Regions from separate parts of the Gossypium hirsutum genome. Here region 1 is linked to region 2. A link is a contact called in public Hi-C data. All regions are on one chromosome and are shown on one strand. Each heading gives the region's core, a stretch centred on a gene start, on an enhancer-like site or on the middle of the called end of the contact. The rest is flanking DNA. Distances are from core to core; before and after follow the strand shown.

Region 1 (5,431 bases), core at 2,153-4,652, 150 kb after region 2:
ATACTTAAAACTCTTATGATCCTTATAAAAATAGCACTCCTCACCATATAGGTAATGCCTCTAAATTTTTAGTGCGAATACCACTACTGCCAACTCCAAATCATGAGTTGGATAGTTGCACTCATGCTGTTTCAACTGCCTCGACGCATAAGCAACTAGTTTTCCTTCTTGCATCAACACACAACCAAGACCAGTGTAGGATGCGTCGCTATACACCATATACTGTTTTCCTAACTTAGGCTGAATTAATACGAGAGCTTGAGTTAACACAACTTTTAGCTTTTCAAAGCTAGCTTGTTGATCGTCTGTCCTTTTACACGAAACATTCTTCCTCAACAACTACGTTAGAAGAGCAGTGATTAGATAAAACCCTTCAAAAAATCTCCTATAATATTCGACTAAACCAAGAAAACTACATATCTTAGAAACATTTTTGGGTTTTTTCCATTCCAGAATAACCTCTATTTTTTTCAAATCTACACGGACACCCTCTGCAGATACCACATAACCCAGAAACATGACTTCCTTAAGCCAGAATTGACACTTACTCAATTCACATATAGTTTCTTTTTGCAGAGTATTTGTAAAACTTTCCTAAGGTATTCATCATGTTCAACTTTGGTTTTTCAATAAACTAAGATGTCGATGAACACAACAACGAACTGATCAAGAAAGGGTTAGATGACCACCCACCGATGTAGATAAAAGTTGCTAGTAAGTTGTGTATGAACCACTGGTAGTTGCAGATAAACTGCTGACTCTTCATTCATTTATAACGTCTCCCCCCATGCAATGCAACATGACATGCTTATAACATATCAATACGGTAGTAATAACATGCTTATAATAAGTCAATATAGTAGGAATTATCATGCCTATAATAGATCAATAGGGAGCAATAAACATGCTTATAACAAGTCGATAAAGTAGCAATTAACATGCATTATAACATATCATTACAGTAGTAATAAACTTGCTTAACATGCATTTGGTTTAACGATAGCAGTAGGCATGTATTGTTCCCATATTATGTATATAACAGTAATTATTCAATCACTTAGATCATGGATTCCAATACACATATTATCAGGATTCAATTGAGAGAAATAAAACTATAAAAATAGTTTAGGGACTGTGTAGGCACTAAACAGAACAATTCACAAAATTTTAGACAAAACTATAAAAACAGGAGTCACACAACCGTGTGGTCAAGCCGTATGAGATGCTACAGGTCGTATGAAGAGGTTACACAGCCGTGTGGCCAGGCCGTGTAAAAGACTATTACCGTGAGGTAAACATTAAAATTACCCTACAAGAGAGACACGACCGTGTGAAAGAGCTGTGGCCATGTGATTCATGAACTAACTTAGGGTTTATAGAGGTTCATGGTCGTGTGGTGGTCGTGTAACCCTAACCCTACACACAATCACTACCAATTCACTTGGGAAGAACACACACATTTCACCGAAAGTCCAACCGACGTTCCTCACACCTTATTTTGATCCGCTTCTCCTAAATGCAGTCCTTCAAGCGACATTAACACCAGAATTAACAATTCATTTCAAGATCTGAAAAGATTAACAAAATATTTGGCAAGAACTGTAAAAGATTGTTTAATCGGACATAATATTAGCGTCAGATAGAAATACTACAAAAATTCAGGATCTAAACTTCGTAACAAGGTGTACTTACTATTTCTTGGCAAAGATCGGGATGTTATTGATGACAATTACGAAATCGGTAGAAAAACGATTGAATGGAAGATGCATTAATCTAGAAAAAAACAAAATAATTCAAAGCAAAAAGATGAAAAATATGATGCAAAAAAGATGAAAGAAAAGAAAAACGTGAAGAAATAGAGAGAAGAAGGCAAAATTCTAATAGGAATTGAGAACAAAACAAAATGACAAGTCTAATCGTGAAAAAATGAACTAAATACCTAAGGTTTGAAAATCTTAAGGGGCGGCACAACAATTTACCTATTGCTATTAAAAATAAAATGACTGCTTTAGGAAAAGAGTGCCTTGAACCTAATAACACAAAGGGAAAGCTTAGCTCTTAACCATTAAGCTTGAAGCCTATTTCTTGTTTAATTTTTATTCCTAACATTATATATTTTAGTGTAGCATTTTAATTTCTTCATTTTAAACATATATTTTTCTTTGTGTCATCAATTCTTTTAAATTATTTAATATTAAATTAAAAATAAATTATATTTTAATTAATATATACAATTAACCTGTGTAATCATACAAAAAAATCTATTAGAAAGCTTTACTTTAAAAGATCTGGCAGCAGCAACTTGTTGGATTCATTTTATAATTATAAACATTTTGTCAACAATACCTTGAGTATAATTGAATCACAAAAAAATGCATGGGAATTTGGATGGTAAAATTATTATAAAGGTCCTTATATTAGTTGGATTGCATTTTGTTCTCTTTACTCAAAAAAGTATAAGTAATTTAGTTTCTGTATGTTAGATCAAAGAGCAAACATGCTCTTCTATTAAAAATTTCATTCATTTCCACTGTTAAAGACTGATCCTCATACATCATCATGAGATAAACGTGACACGTCACATGTTACTGCCTGGTTATTCCGTTAACTACACCAATTTTTAACAGAACAAATGAATAATTTTTTTAACAAAAAGGATCAATTTTCTCTTTAATCTAACTTACAGGGATTAATTTACCTATGTTTTTAGTAAAGAGAACAAAATGCAATATGACTTCTAGTACAGAGACCTCTATAGTAATTTTACTGAATTTAGACTCTTTTTCGGTGCAAAAGATTTCCATTTGATCAAAGTTTATTTTAGTAAAAATAATTTATATTATATATCATATAAAACCTCGTAGGAGGTAAAGTAACAAGAGATAAGACAACTAATACACACCTTAAATAAAACAACAACCTCTCAAAATAAACACATTCAACCTTACAATTAAAAACCAACATTGTACTCACAAGCCAAAGAAAATGAATCATGATAACCCACCCACATAACACAAATAAAACTCTATAAATATGATACTGTTGAGAAAGTTTTAGTTGAATACCACCTCCAGTTTGAACATGATTAGACTCAGAATAAAAAAACGGATTAGAAGTCAGGATACCTATAATTATACCAAAAAAATATTAAATTTTTTGAAAAAAAGAATTTATTTATATATTTTGAATTTTTTAAAAAATTTCAAATTGGTAAAAAATGGGAGAAGAAAAGTTGAAGTAGGATGTAAGTGAAATAGAGAAACAAAAAGATGGATACGCATTTTTAAAAAAACTGCGCGGAAGGAACAATAAACAATTAAAGAAAGAGAAAGTGAGTCGCGAAAGAAAACAAAAGAAAGAGGCGGTAGTGATGAGGAGTGGTCACGGGTTTCTCTTGACCGAACCATACTCTACCAATTATTACCATTCACTTATTTTCCTTTCACTGCCTGCTCTTCCTTTATTTAATATTCCTCAATCCATTTAAATTTTACATTTTTAAAATCTCTTGTTGATATCATAGTTAAAACCCTCGCATCAATCCTCGTTTTATTTCAAATCCTGCTGCTATTTTTAACCACTTGTTCATATAATCTTTTTTTTCTTTTTCTTTCACTTCGAACACAACTTGCGTTGACCTTTTAAGTTATAGTGGTCCAAATTTTTATACAAATGTGACCATTTTTGAAGAATAATTCCATTTTTATCGATTTTTTCAAACTTTTTCAGTAAAAATAATAGAACATTTCAAAATTTATAAAATATTTCAGGACAAATTTCTCTTTTCAAATTCTACTTAAAGATATTGTTTTTTTTTTCAAAATTCCACATTATAAAATAGAATAAACATAAATATCAAAATATCATTTTTTTTATTGAAAATATTTATAAACTTTTACAAATCTAATGATATCATATTGCATTATTTATTTTTAAAATCATCATTCCAACCTAAATACTTCTAAAGCAAACAATGTATTTATAACTACTAGAAAAAGGTTAGAATTTTAAAAACCCCAAAGAGAATGCTTGGATGAATTTTTATAATGCTAGCATTAATCATAGTTTGTTTGGATAAATAATTGTTTTCATAAAAATTAGGCTGTTGGATTTTTAAGAATTAAAAAATATGAATAATTATAATAAAAAAAACCTATATATCATTATATTGGTAAAATTTTATAAATATTTTTAATAAATTAAAAATTTTAAATATAAATATTAGAATTAAATAAAAAAGATTTTTTGAAGTTTTAGTAATTATCTATGTGTTAAATGAAATATAATTATAAGAAATTTTGAAAAATCACCTATTTAGATGAAATTTGAAAAGGAAAGCTGCTGAAATCTACTCTTGAAATTCACTAAATTTTTATCCGAACAAATAAATTCACTTTTAGAATTTTAAAAATATTGATACAAATGAAAGCACTCCAAATCCTCCATCCAAACCCACTTTAAATAACGAATTTAAAGGATAGATTTCATTTATATCAAAATTTTTAAAATTCTAAAATTAAATTTATTTGTCTGGGAAAAAAATAGTGAAGAAATTGAAATTTTAGGAACAACTTTACGTGGAGATTTAATTTATTCAATTTCCTTTTTCAAATTGCACTTGTGTTTTTCTTTAATTCCTCATAATTTTATTTTTAATACACATTATCTCACTATAAAATAAAAAAAAATAAACTTCAATTTACTTAATTTTAATATATATTTTAAATTTTATTTTATTAAAAAATATTTATAAATTTCTATAAATCTAATGATATCAATATTGTCTATATTATTCATTTCTAATATCTTTATTTTTTCTTTTAATATTGTTTTTTTTATTTATAAAATTCAAATAACCCAATTTTTCTTAAAACAAATTATTTATCTATACTAAACAATTACAATTACTAGTATTTTGAATTTAAGAATTTTGAAATATTAGCATTTTAAAATTCTCCAAAATTTTAAATTTCTTCATCTAAGAACACTCTAATAAAATTTTAAATTCTTCATCCAAATGCATCCTATATCTACAAAAGACATTTGGTTACTAGTGTAATAATTTAGTTGTATATAAAACTTATTATTGATAAATTAAAAGATATTTATATTATTTATATTTGAATCATATTGAAATCATCATTTTTGAATTTCGGTAATTGATTTTGTGGATCTATGATCAAAGGATGTTCACCCATAAAATCCATTCGGATTCGAACTTTCAGGAAACAAATGATAAACTTTTATTTAACTCATTTTGAACTTAATGGATTTGTGTATAAAAAAATCATATATTTTGTATAATTACATAAATTCATTAATGTAGACTCAAACTCAATACTCACTTACCAACTAGATGCAAAGATACATTAAATGTGGTATTAAGGATGAAAGTGGGAGTATGATTTATCATCTCACAGCATGAACTGAA
Region 2 (4,858 bases), core at 165-2,664:
TCAAGTCTTGTGTTGTTTGCAAGATACATCAATGCTTCTATGACGCTTAGATATGGTATTTCAAGATCAAGAAATTCTTCATCATTCTTGCAAGGATGAATTTTATCTTTATTCATATCTAACGATAAAAAAAACCACTGGGGTACTCAATGGATGTGTTTTATCCATGTAAATTTCTTTAAGATCTTTTCTGTATAAGTTGACTGATGGACATGGATTCCATCTTTTAAATGTTCAATCTGCAGGTTAAGAAAAAACTTTGTTTTTTCAAGATATTTTATCTCAAATTCTTTCTTTAAACAATTTACTGCATTTTGAAACTCTTCAGAACTTCCAATAATATTTAGATCATCAACATAAACAGAAATTATCATAAAATATGATCCAAACCTTTTTATGAAGAATCATGGACAAATTGAATAGTTTTTATAATATTATTTTAACAAATATTCACTAAGACGATTGTACCACATACGTCTAAATTGTTTTAATCCATATAAATTTTTCTTTAATCTGATCCATCAATTTTCCCAAGAAACTCTATATCCTTCAGGGATTTTAAATCCTTCAGGGATTTTAAATTCTTCAAGGATTTTCATATAAATTTTACTATCAAGTGTACCATACAAATAGACTGTAATAACATCCATTAGACGCATGTCAAGTTTTTCACGTGTTACCAGACTAATAAAATATCTAAACATGATTACATCCACCATAGGATAATATATCTTATTGTAATCAATGTCGGCCATTTGCAAAAATCCTTGTGCTACAAGTCGTTCTTTATATCTTATAACTTCATTTTTCTCATTTTTTTTTCACACAAATACCCATTTATATCCTATTGGCTTTACATCGTTAGGTGTTTGAAATACAAGTCCAAAAATATCACATTTAGAAAGTAAATTCAATTCTGCTTGAATTTTATCTTTCCATTTTGACTAATCTTTTCCATTTCTACATTCCTCAATAGATTTAAGTTCAGGATATGCATTTTCTTTTTCTATTTAAATAACAACATTATAAGCAAAATTATTGTCAATAACTATATTTTTCCGATTCTATCTTTTTACTGAAGTAACATCACTTATCGAGTTCTCTTCGTTATCACCATTTTTAGGTACTTAAATCTCCTTTTGGGTTTTTTGATTAGTTATTGGATTTTTTGATTAGTTATATCTTTAGCCTCTTTTTGGGCACTTGCCCATAATATGATCATTTTAAATATTTACTTCTTTCCTTTTACGAGGATTTTTATATTTGGAACTAACTAATTCTCATGCTTCAGGCGTTGATTACTTTCTTTTACATTAACAATTTGCTTTAGTGAGACATTAATTCGTATTGAAGCATTTTCAGCTAGTATCTAATATTTTGTAATTCTTTTTGGGTTAACAAATGAATTTGACAGTTGATTGGCGATGTTTTGCAAAACAGAGAGTGGTTCTAACGACTGTGGGAACTTTTTCCTCAAAATTTTATTACTGCTATTTAAGCGCCCTCTTGAACGTTACAAATCTTATCATTTCCTTTACTACCTTCTTTCATAGTAGTATTCTTCCTTGCTTTCCTTTTTTTTTTTGAATACTACGTCGTTTTGGCTCATCGGGATCGTCTCTTCCGTGGCCGTAAACTCTCCGAATGTTAATACAGCCCTTTCTTTTTGCTGATGGCAACATCACTTTTCGAATCAGCTATTTGGGATTGTAAGGATCTTTGGTCTCCCCTTTCTCTATATTTTTTTTTTGGTTTTTGTTTTTTCTTAAATCTTGTTTGGGATTTTTGCAGTTTACGAAATTAGACTCAGGTACACTTCAATGCAATTGTTTTAAATCACTGCAAAGCCATGGCCACCATTCCCTTTCTATTTTTCCTGGAATTTTTCCAAACCACAAAAGTAGAAAATTATAGCAAAATAAGGTTAAGACTCAAGTACACTCCCCTTTCTCTATAAATCATTGGTGGTGAGTGAACGGAGAGCTATACTCCAGTACCATTTTTAGATGGAAAAGGAAGCTAACCGGCAATGGCGACCAAGGTAGTAACTTGGGTTGAAGGAAGAAGAAGAAAGATGTAGGATAAGAAGAAACACAACAAAAAATTGGGGGAGAAAAGTAAAAAAAAAAGTTTTTAAAAAAAATATTTGTTTAAATAATGTAGGTCACGTCACGTACCAAACTAGTGGACAGGAAAAAAAATTGATACTAATCTAGAACAAAAAAAAATAATAGGTACCAATCTGGATAAGTTCAGGTACTAATATTATATATTTTTAATTTTGTTTTTGTCAAATTACAAAATAAAAATGGACTGAAAAAAGGGACTAAGTTGGTAAAAATTGTTAAGTTTAGGGATGCTTTATAAAAAACCCTGCCTGAAAACTGGTGGTGTTGGAAAATTCTTGTGGTGACGTTTCTTTCCAACCGGTTATCCATAAAAAAGTAACGAGAATAATGATGATGTGTTTCTAGGAAGCTCTCCAATCCGTAGTGAACTTAGCGGTAGATCGCAGAAAGAGGCTTTTCAGGTTTTCCGGTTAAATGCGACGGAAAGGGACAGAGCTAATGATGTAGTGGTCTTCCCGGAAGATGAGAATTATCAGTCTTTCACTTCATCATTGCTGCAGCGATTCCGCTAGCTATAAGGGTTTGGCAGTCATCCTCAACAAGTCCTCTTCTCCTTCTCCCCATAAGGTTTCTGTTTTGGACCAATTTTTCTTTTGATTATTTGGAGCTTTGCCCTTCCATTTAGACTAGACTGTCTCTGACAATCTAGCTTTACCATTGATAGGGTAAGGGTCCTGAATCAGCTCCTCCAAGAATCACGTCCAATGTCAAGCAGAACTTGCAGTTTTTGAAGTTGTGGAAGGTATGTAAGCATTAAGCTGCTGTTTTATTGTAAACACTTTATCTTAAATTCTTTAATTATATGAGAAAAATTCCTGTAGGAATTCCAAAAGAGTAAATCTAGTGCACCTAAGCCTGCAACTAGTTATAGGAGAAAGAAGGTGCAAAAGGAGGAGCTTCCTGAAGACATAGAGCTTTATCGTGATCCTACAACGACCCTTTATTAGTAAGCACTGTCTAAGTTTATTTCTTAGATCATTTGTTGAATCAATTCACTTTTCAGCTTCTTGGTGCTAAAAGTTTTTACAGTACCAACCAGGGTTTAGATGATGCTGTCCCTGTATTGCTCGTCGATGGTTACAATGTATGTGGCTATTGGATGAAGCTGAAGAAGCATTTTATGAAAGGGAGGCTTGACATTGCTCGCCAAAAACTAATAGATGAACTTATAACTTTTAGTATGCTAAGAGGTTTATGCTTTGCTTCTTCCAAATATAACCTTTGCGCATCTCTGTGTGGAATGACTAAATATGTTGTAAATGCTCTATTTCTTAGTTTTCCCTGGGAATTATAACATGTAGCAAAAGTAAGTTAATATTATAATGATGGTTAACTATCTAAACATGTAGCAAAAGTAAGTTAATTTTATGCACCAATTAGAATATTATAATTTAACTCACCTTTCTGCTTCAGTATCTTCAATAACTTATTAAGGTATTAATTAAGTTACTTGATTAATATCACACATTTTTGTGAAAAACTTCCTTTAATTCTTTTTTACCAATTGTTAATGTCCTATAGCTCTCTGATCGGATTCATGGGGTTATGTAGGAACAAGGTTCAAGTTTACTAGTCTGATAGGATGCCTTAGCTGAATTGTTAATGTGCTAACTCTGTTACTTCTGAAATATTTTCAGGGGTTAAAGTGGTTGTTGTATTTGACGCTATGATGTCTGGACTTCCTACACACAAGGAAACTTTTGCCAGGTACTTATAATTCTGATTCTGTTATTATCTAAAATAATTTCTGTCCTCTTTTACTCTTTAAGTTCATTACTGGGAAATATCTTTATCTATGCTAAACATGCTTGTTTTGATAAACCAGGGAACTTCCTTTACGTATAGATGGATCAGTTTTTTTTTCTTTTTTAGTAATTGTAGGTAACCTATTATCAGAACATTATCATTGTTATGACTTATGATGTACTTGCTTGTTTCTACTGGAAATCTTCATTCTGATTTTCATTTTATTTTGATTAGGTTTACATTTTCTGTTTTCCACTTGCTGGATTAGAGCTGCTCATGGGTCACCCACTTGCTTAGGCCCGAAGGCCCGCCCAAAAATGGGAGGGTTTGGACAAAAATACGAGTCCAGAAAAATGGGCTTGGGTAAAATTTAAGACCTGTTTTTTGTATGGTCCGAGTATTGGGTAAGATTTTTTTGGCCTGAGCCCGGCTTGGCCTGAATATATTATGTTATAAAAATTAATTATATTAATTATATATGTTAAATAATAATTATATATATTTATATTAAATCACTAACCCAATAACAATTAAACCCATTTACCCAAAACCTAGAAAAAACTTACCCAACTAAATAACCCAAGCCAAAATATAAAATATAAAATATAAAAATTATATTTAATACAATAAAACTTTATGATATTTATTTTTGTTTTTTAATATCATGCTTTTTTAATGTTTTTGAATACTTTTATTTTAGCGTTTTTTAGTGCATTTAGTGTATTATATTTTTAAAAACTTATTTTTAAATAAAAAACTGATCTAAAAAAAATAAAATATGGGCAGGTCGGACCCGGGTTGACCTTTCTTAAATTTGGCTGAGCTTGGGAAAAAAAGTAAGCTCATTTTTCAGGTTGAGCCGGGTTTGGGATTGAAAAATTGGTCTAGATACCTTGCATGGGCCCAATCCAAACCTGGCCCGGCCCATGAGCACCTCTATGCTGGATCCAGCTTAAAACTCCATGCTTGTATGATTATGAATG

Evidence for each region. Hi-C and Micro-C count contacts between places; a contact is called where the count stands out from the background.
Region 1: a contact with region 2 is called in a Hi-C map of leaf, with 2.2 times the contacts expected there. The contact joins the enhancer-like site here to the promoter of LOC107914189 in region 2. A contact is called at or near these places in 6 of 34 Hi-C or Micro-C datasets (anther, leaf and seedling).

The regions. Positions count from the first base shown.
Region 1 is chrD10:10,214,984-10,220,414 of Gossypium_hirsutum_v2.1, forward strand. No RefSeq gene overlaps it. Among protein-coding and RNA genes, the nearest start is that of LOC107914411, 4.4 kb to the right of the region's middle. Within about 2 kb of position 3,403, at least 1 of the 9 cell types and tissues checked has an H3K27ac peak or open chromatin away from gene starts, as enhancers often do. A contact at or near this core is called in leaf, where this site is marked.
Region 2 is chrD10:10,069,021-10,073,878 of Gossypium_hirsutum_v2.1, forward strand. It overlaps LOC107914189, which reads left to right and starts at 1,415. Exons shown (of 12, transcript XM_041103083.1): 1 at 1,415-1,709; 2 at 1,792-1,810; 3 at 2,475-2,696; 4 at 2,794-2,871; 5 at 2,951-3,075; 6 at 3,159-3,319; 7 at 3,767-3,836. The coding sequence starts at 2,592.